3 separate regions of the Mus musculus genome follow, and regions 1 and 2 are each linked to region 3. A link is a contact called in public promoter capture Hi-C data. All regions are on one chromosome and are shown on one strand. Each heading gives the region's core, a stretch centred on a gene start, on an enhancer-like site or on the middle of the called end of the contact. The rest is flanking DNA. Distances are from core to core; before and after follow the strand shown.

What was found. Promoter capture Hi-C pulls out the DNA fragments that hold promoters and counts their contacts.
Region 1: a contact with region 3 is called in a promoter capture Hi-C map of second pharyngeal arch cranial neural crest, with 5 times the contacts expected there. The contact joins the enhancer-like site here to the promoter of Ubxn2b in region 3. A contact is called at or near these places in 5 of 39 promoter capture datasets (the 3T3-L1 cell line, 3T3-L1-derived adipocytes, embryonic stem cells and 2 more) and 1 of 115 datasets of contacts at active chromatin or transcription factors (astrocytes).
Region 2: a contact with region 3 is called in a promoter capture Hi-C map of the 3T3-L1 cell line, with 8 times the contacts expected there. The contact joins the enhancer-like site here to the promoter of Ubxn2b in region 3. A contact is called at or near these places in 5 of 39 promoter capture datasets (the 3T3-L1 cell line, 3T3-L1-derived adipocytes, hippocampal neurons and 1 more) and 1 of 115 datasets of contacts at active chromatin or transcription factors (astrocytes).

The regions. Positions count from the first base shown.
Region 1 is chr4:5,073,254-5,075,953 of GRCm38.p6, forward strand. No RefSeq gene overlaps it. Among named protein-coding and RNA genes, the nearest start is that of Bpnt2, 280 kb to the left of the region's middle. Within about 2 kb of position 1,313, at least 2 of the 459 cell types and tissues checked have an H3K27ac peak or open chromatin away from gene starts, as enhancers often do. A contact at or near this core is called in second pharyngeal arch cranial neural crest, where this site is marked.
Region 2 is chr4:5,129,574-5,132,273 of GRCm38.p6, forward strand. No RefSeq gene overlaps it. Among named protein-coding and RNA genes, the nearest start is that of Bpnt2, 340 kb to the left of the region's middle. Within about 2 kb of position 1,413, at least 53 of the 459 cell types and tissues checked have an H3K27ac peak or open chromatin away from gene starts, as enhancers often do.
Region 3 is chr4:6,189,746-6,192,445 of GRCm38.p6, forward strand. It overlaps Ubxn2b (UBX domain protein 2B), which reads left to right and starts at 1,360. Exons shown (of 8, transcript NM_026534.2): 1 at 1,360-1,468. The coding sequence starts at 1,385.

The DNA of each region.
Region 1 (2,700 bases), core at 63-2,562, 1.1 Mb before region 3:
AACAAAACAAAAAAACAAAAATAAAACAAAAAAACTTCCAATTTCTCAGTGTTTTGTTTAAGTTGTGAGCACAACTCTACAACACAGTACAAAGACAAAAGGACTACAAAACTAGCTTCACCTCCTCGTTGCAATGAAATCCTCAAAACTGGGAAAATCCAATTCCCCCTTTCCTCCCCCACTTTTCACTTATTGTCACCTTGGAATATTTTGAGAACATTGAGATCATAGACAATAAAATAGAAAAATAATTTCAGATAAATAGAAATGAATAGAAAAATAATTTCAGGTAATCATTAGCCCACATACACTGTAACTTATATTAAAGAAGTAAGATGGGATTGTTAAGAGTTGTTATAATACAATATTATTGCTAAAAGGAAAAAACAGGAATGGGAATAAAAGAGCCTCCAATGGAGGGGACTATAATTGCCTAAGGTCAAAAAATGAGGAGAAATGGCCTTGACATTCTGCCAACAGTGTGCGTTCATAGACAGACAGACACACACACACACACACACACACACACACACACACACACACGCACAGGCACGAGCATGCGCATGCGCACGTGCCCACACACAGGAGCATGTATATTTACACAAGATTATATACACGCTCATATAATTCATACATACACATGCATGGACACATGCACAAATGTACAACATACACACACAGTACTTTGTTCTTATTTTCCAGTTCGGATTCAGGCTCTGGTTGGGTTTGCTTCCTAGACACTTTTTAAATTGTCCACCCCAGGAATAGTTGCTAAAATACAAAGAAAAGTTTCAAACTGACCTGCATGATAGTTTCTCTAAAGAGGCAGTTCATGATTTTATAGTTTCTTGAAAGGATTATGTTCTTAAAATGGGGTGAACACTATGATTGATTGCTCCCTTCTGCAATGTTCAAAGAACAGACAAAAGAATTTACTAGGAAGGTTAAAGAGCAAAAGTCAAATAATCAGGACATCACCTTCTTCATGGGGCAGCTGGGAGGCCTGCATACTTAACAACTGCAAAGAGCTGAACTGTTTCCTGGCATTTGCTTGTTTTATTACACGACCTATTTAGAAGCAAGAGAAAGGTCCAAAGTAGAAATAGGTTTTAGCCTAAACAAAAGAAGTAGAAATAAAAAATAGGTACAGTTCATCTTCCAGTTATGTGGGACCAGAGTAAATTTTTATACTGAAGGAGAGTGTAGCTCTCAAAAGCAGAGTAATGTCACCATGGTTCAAAACAGCTCTTAACTGACAACCATTAATGCCCTTACCCCAAATCTCAGCTAATGCTAAGAATGGTGGCTTACACCTTTAATCCAAGCACTAGGGAAGCAGAGGCAGAGGGTAAGGGTAGAGGGCAGAAGGCAGAAGGCAGAAGGCAGAAGGCAGAGGCAGAGGCAGAGGCAGAGGCAGAGGCAGAGGCAGAGGCAGAGGCAGAGGCAGAGGCAGAGGCAGAGGCAGAGGCAGAGGCAGAGGCAGAGGCAGAGGCAGAGGCAGAGGGATCTCTTTGAGACTCTATCCCCTGTCCCTAAAAAGTATAACTTTTTAAAAACAGATTTTATTTCTTTTCATTTTAAATGTATAGCATTTTGCCTACACATGTGTATGCACACCACATTCATTCCATGTGCTCACAGATGCCAGAAGAGTCAGATTCCCTGGGACTAAATCACAGTTGGTCATGAGCCAACATGTGGGTGCTAGGAGTAGAAAGCTGGATGGTCATTTGCATGAGTAGTGCATGTTCTTAACCACTGAATTATATCTCCTGTTCCCTCAAAATGTAGCTTTCTATAAAAGACCAGAGAGCGGGAGAGAGTGAGAGGGAGAGAGAGAGACAGAGACAGAGACAGAGACAGAGACAGAGACAGAGGTGGATCTGCTTCCTGTATACACACACACACACACACACACACACACACACACACACACACACACACGTAATGTTTTTACTCCTAAACAGATGCCTTAAAGAACTTAAACAAAAATCCTATTTTTTAAAATTAGAGACAATCTACTTCTTAAAAGACTGCCATATTCTTAGATTTCAGAAACTATATATATCCAGAAACATACTTAAGAACTACAGAGCCATTTCTGGCCATTAGATAAAATCCAACAATCCTCAGAAATTTGTGAAAAACAATTCCCATCTGCCAGAGAGAATGATTACTCTTACCTCTGGCAGAAGGGACATAAGGCTGTCTGTGGTGTGTGCCTAACAAACTATCGAAGCCCACATAGACCTTCAAGCTCCCTCATGATCATAAGTACCAGTTATACATTTCAAAGTCCATCCTAGCATCCTGGCCCTTCCCTCCCCCAGCTACTCATCCTCCTTACAATCCACATGAGTTTGGACCACACCATCACCCTCCCTTTCTAAAAGCCATAACTGCTATTCCCTAACAGCTTTAACAGTTCCCAGCCCCTAAGGCAGGAGAATGGGCAGGTCTGCCCTACAGAAAAAAATACCTCACCAATTCCTGTCTTGTCCCAAGATTAGGCCACATAACCCCTCCAATCCTAGGCCATCCTGGAGAGACCACTCCCAAGAAACCTTATGTACATAAACCTTGTCTTCTGCTCACGTTTCTGCTGCTTATCACAGCAAGGCAGCCACCTTCCTGGGTTCTTCCCTCCCAATAAATCTCTTGTGTGAGGTTTGTAGGGTAAAAAGCCTAGGAAAAGAACAT
Region 2 (2,700 bases), core at 163-2,662, 1.1 Mb before region 3:
AGAGATCACAAGATGCTACAGCAAGCCATTTTAAATCACACCCAGCACCTGTGTCATCAGGACATAACAACTACCTGAGCTTCCTTTTCCTAACATCTCTCTTGGGTTAAATTCAGTAATAGCTGGTAGGAACATTCAAACTATATCTAAACCAAAGGATTGGGTTCAGCAAGCAAGGGCAAATATTCTCCACATAATGGACATGGGGTTTATGATTTGAGACAATCACTCTGACAGTACAAAATCAAACCAGGCCCAGAGAGATCCTGATCTCAGAACTGGGTGAATGCTCAAATCGAGAGCATTTTCAATACACTACAAAGTGCTTATATAAGATCATGCCCATGAATCTGGATCCCTCTGGGGTTTCAAATTATTCCCAGGAGACTGAGCCACACTGCGCTTGAGAAGCACGCGGACTAGTAGGGATGGCAGAAAATCAATGGATGATTGTAACATTAAGGAAATGTAACTGAGGGAGCAAGGAAGTTCAAAATCCCTTGAAGGAACACATGAGCTTTTATCAGGTAGGCAGAGAGGTGCTAGAAGGATTGTAGTTAAGAAAAAGATGGAAGAGATATTTTGAACTGCTGAACTAAAAATGTTGGAGTCATGAGGCAGCCCAAGGAAACCTTGCAGGGGAAAGTTAACTGAGATATTAAAAGGGGTAATACCCAGAGTTGTGGGCTCTGTATTTCTGATGTCTGAAATAGCACGGCTCTGCATGGTCAGTTACAATAAGTTTTGAACCATACCAAGTACAAGTCAAAATAAATGTGTATTCTTTATAACATATCATTTCAGGCAAAAGATTTATGATATTTCTAAATTTTCTTGCCTTTATTTCCTCCTGTCCCATCCAAAATAGTATTTGCCTATAAATATAGGCATTCTTGTGTATACTTTATTTTTATTTACATCCTTAGAGTTAAACACAGGCTTGGTATAGTTTGTGCTTGCAGCAAATACAGAAAGTTGCAGGAAACCTGTGAATATAAACCATAAATGCACTATTATAATACAGACTTGTAGAATTTTCAGGTGATCTAGAGCTAAACTTGATGGTTCAGAAAGGTTGTTGTTAAGGGAATAGTGGATTTATTTAGAAGTCTTGGAGGCGAGTTTTACTCTCTGTTATTTGTTTGGTTTGGAAGACTCTTGGCCATGCCATAATTTTCTCTTCTTCTCACAAACAACCACAACTTTAACACTGTGTTCCTGCTCCTTGCTTCATATTTTCCGGGCATTTCTTGCCAAACCACATTGACTCTTTTTACTTTTTTTTTCATGGAAACTTCCAGCCAGCTATCTCCTGAGTTTCTTACAGAAAAGGCCTTTAGGCACCACAACAGTTCTTTTGAGTGCTTTCTCTTTGAACTGTGTAAGACTGAGTCAGTCTGAGTTCTGGAAACCAAAAATATCCCTTATGTAATAAATCAAAGCGACACTAAGGTACACAGTGTCTCCAGCAGTATGAGGGGGAAACAGGCTTCTGAGACAGTCATCAGAGCTCCTTTCACCCGTCCCTTAAAGCAGGATGTGTTTAGTACATTCTACTGAGGACTAAGATTTAGGGATTTTTTTTTTTTTTAATCTTCTGTAACTTACATACTTCACAGAATCTTAGATTCTTCTGAGTGATAAATGTTATGCAATGGAAGGTGAAATAACAGCTCTGGCATTGTATTAAAAACTTGAGAAAAAGCAATGGAATGTTCCTAGCACAGATTTTAATTTAATCATTATAAATTTGAGTCAAATAAGGGTGACCTGTCATTGTCAGTGATTGACTTAGGATACTACAACTGTTAAAACCAATGTATTCTGGACCAGGGAATAGACTGGTACATTCTGGATTCAGCAAGAATCTCTTGTGTCCTTGAAACTGTTTCCATCCTTGTGTTTCAGCCTGTGCAGTGTCTTCATGGTTTCTTCTGCATGTCCATTCCTGTGCCAGTACAAAATTCTTTTCTTTCCCCATTGTGCTAGAGATTGAATCAGAGTACCACACATGAGGGGAGGGTCCTACCACTAAGTGATATCCTCAACCTCCATCTTTAATCATTATAACTTTATAATGTTCCTCTAATATTTTTTGAGCTGTTATACTCATCTCCTCCCCTCTTCTTTTGTCACCTAGGTTTATTACTACAAAGTAAAGGAAGTTACAGCACAACAGAAACTTGGGTTTATCGCTACAAAGTAAAAGAAGTCACAGTACAGCCGAACATTGACCCAATCCCTTGAAAAGAAGCAAATGTTTCAAGCAATTAATACTTCAAATTACTAAATGTTGTCTCCTTCTATGAAATTAAATCATTTTATTTTTTACTGCATTCTGGATACTCTCGCCCCTGTGTCCTCTTTTTTCCTCCCTCCCACCCCTGTTGACCCTGAAACCCCATATTCCTACCTGCTCATTTCCTAGATGAATGACTTTTCTGTACCTCTGGTTTATAGTATGGCTAGTTTAGTTTACTCAACTATTTGTATAACAACTATATTGTGACTATCTATTGAAGCTTGGTGAGGGTCACCAGTAGGTGCATAACTGAAAGTATTGACTGCCTCTTTCCCTGAGTCTATCCATACAGAAGTGTTGAGCAGTGAGAGAAAAGGCTTCTGGATTCCCTCTTCATCCTTGTTAGGATGTTTAAGGCCCTCTTACGTGTAGGACTAGTAAAATCATTCAAGGTTATT
Region 3 (2,700 bases), core at 110-2,609:
AAAAAAATCATTTCTAAACAACCAGGTAGTATTTTGCTGACATGTGTAAGATGTTTCCATTATCTGTCTTAGAACTTATCTGTGACTTTTTACTTGTGGTCTTTCCTGGCCCAACAACTGTGAAAAGTTCTTCTCCTTCAAGGCCCAACATTAAAAGGTCATTTCTTGTCAAAAACATGATGGGAATTTTTAAGGCAGAATGTGTATCAAGACAGCAATGCAAGGTTTGGTAACTTGTACTGCTAGTTTCTAGTTTAATTATCATTTGCCTCGCTCAAGTACATCATTACATACTCAGCAATATGAGTGGAGCACTGTTGAGTTAACTGAACTGGGGAGAGGGACCATTATCCTTTGCCTTCTGAGTCTCAAGCTGAAAATAAAACTGAACTAAATAAATTTTCAGGAGAAAAGGACACACATTTTATTTTTTTTAAAACAATCATGTGATTAGCGTCTTCGTGGGAAACCTGAAAGCCTGTGTGGCTGTATCTACATACCAGGGGCAACCAAGAAAAGTAGCTAAGATGTGGATTTAATTCTAAAAGGTCTGTTGCAGACCTCTCAGTTTCATCTTCTCTACCTCATAAGTTTTTGTTTTTGTTTATTTTTTTTAAGTGCTCGAAACTCAAAGAACAGCCAAGGCAGCAGGCTGTAGGCTCCCACCTAGCATGGTACACACAACAGGCACCAAGAGAGTATTCTCCATTCACATACAGTCCGCGAGTAATAAATACTCTTTGCAAAGTAAAGTGTACTCTGTTACCTGCTTATATCTTTCTTTCCCTTCCTAGCTTATAAATTTCATAAAGGCTTCTTTTTTTTTTCTTGGGAGGCAATTCTTGGAGGTGTAAGTGTCTGGGACTTAAGATGAGAGTTAAGTCAATCCCAGCAGAAAAGAAGATGGCTTAAGAGTCTCCATTCTCATTGCCAAAAGCTTTACCGTGTTTCCTATCCTCAATACGGATCCACTCAGAAGGACTAATTTACCATCCAATCCTGGATAAGGGAAAATGACAGATAAGGGGAAATGAAAGGTGGAGTTGTTCATCTGCTAAGATATTGCATTGTTGAGTTAAATGAACTTGGAAGACAACGCTGCGCTCTAAAGGCAACCTACAGCATCTCCCAGCGAGTCGAATGGTGACTATAGAGAGATCTCAAAAACTGAAAAACTGGCGAGCCCTGCGGACCGGAACCCTACAGCGAGTGCGCACCGGCTGGTGGGGGGAAAAGGAGCCCGGAGGAACACCACGAACCCGGCACGGCTCCGCCCCCTCTCCAAGGCAGTGGGAGTCACGGAGTGGCTCCGCCCCTTCCACAGTCGCTAAGCAACCAACCCCGGAAGTCGCGGTCCGGGGCAGGCGCCGCAAGCGGGTGAAAGATGGCGGAGGGTGGCCGTGCGGAGCCGGAGGAGCAGGAGCGTGGGTCCTCCAGGCCACGGCCCCCAAGTGCGCGGGACTTACAGGTGCGCAGGCATGGAGCGCGGCGGCGGCGGGCGAGAGGGCGTGGGCATGGCGGGCGCGGGCCAGAGCCACTTTGTACCTCACCTGAGCCTGTCTCCGGAGAACTGGAGGGTCTCTCCTGGAGGCGCATTGCGGAGGGGTGCGTGTGGAATCCTGTGCCCTAGCCTCAGGCGGCGGTACAGGGGTTCCCTTCACGCTGGATGCACAAAGCAAATGTCATTTTGCCGAGCCATCTGGGTGCCTCCCAGCTGATGCTGCCTGCATTTGGGGAGTTGCTGTGGCCAGTGATAAATCAGCCATCACTAAAAAAGTAACTTTAAAAATGACGCGTGCTGGTTTGTTCTCCTGGATGCTTTTTCACGTTTGATGATTTATACATTAAAAGCACTTTCTTCTCCAAAAGCCTGCGGTTTTGCAGGGGAGAGCTTAAAACAGTTCAGGCTTTGGTCACAGCTCGCTTGAAAGAGTTCACAAAACAGCTTAACAGAAATAAAACTCAGCAATGTTAGGATGCTGGCATTAGCTAAACACTTGTCCGATGCTAATACTGCTTGTCCATTTTAGCCTTTTTTTTCTATCTCCTCATGAAATCATTGATAAAACTCAAACGATTAAACATATATTAGGGGTTATAGTTCAGAATAAATGAGCCTGGATTCGCAAACCTTGACAGAGCATTTTTATAGCAGGTCTTCATTCTGTAACCAGACGTACTGACCGTTTGCCATTCTAACTTTGTGCTGAAGCTCTGGGAAATGTGGATACAAATAGGACATCAAATCCAGAAGTAGTAGTGGATACTGTTGTGTGCTATCAAATTTTGTGAAAGGTCTCAGATTTGAAACAGGCTTGTAAAGCAGCTTTACAGACCAAGCCAATGCAGAATTCTAATGGTATTAATTGAGCACTGGTTGGTTCCGGTGACCCCGGAGCCAGTTAGCTCGTTATCTTAGAGTAATTGTCACTGTGATGAAACACCATGACCAAAGCAGCTTGGGGAGGAAAGACTCATGCTTCCACTCACAGTTCCTTATCAGACAGGACGTCAGAGCAGGAACATGGAGGCAGGAGCCGATGCAGAGGCTATGAAGGGTGCTACGTACTGGTTTGCTCCCCAAGGTTTCTTCAGCCTGCTTTCTTATAGGACCCTGGGCTCACAGCCCCGGTTTGGCACCACCCATAGTGTGTGTGGCCCTCCACCATCCATCACTAATTAAGAAAATGCTCCAAAGAC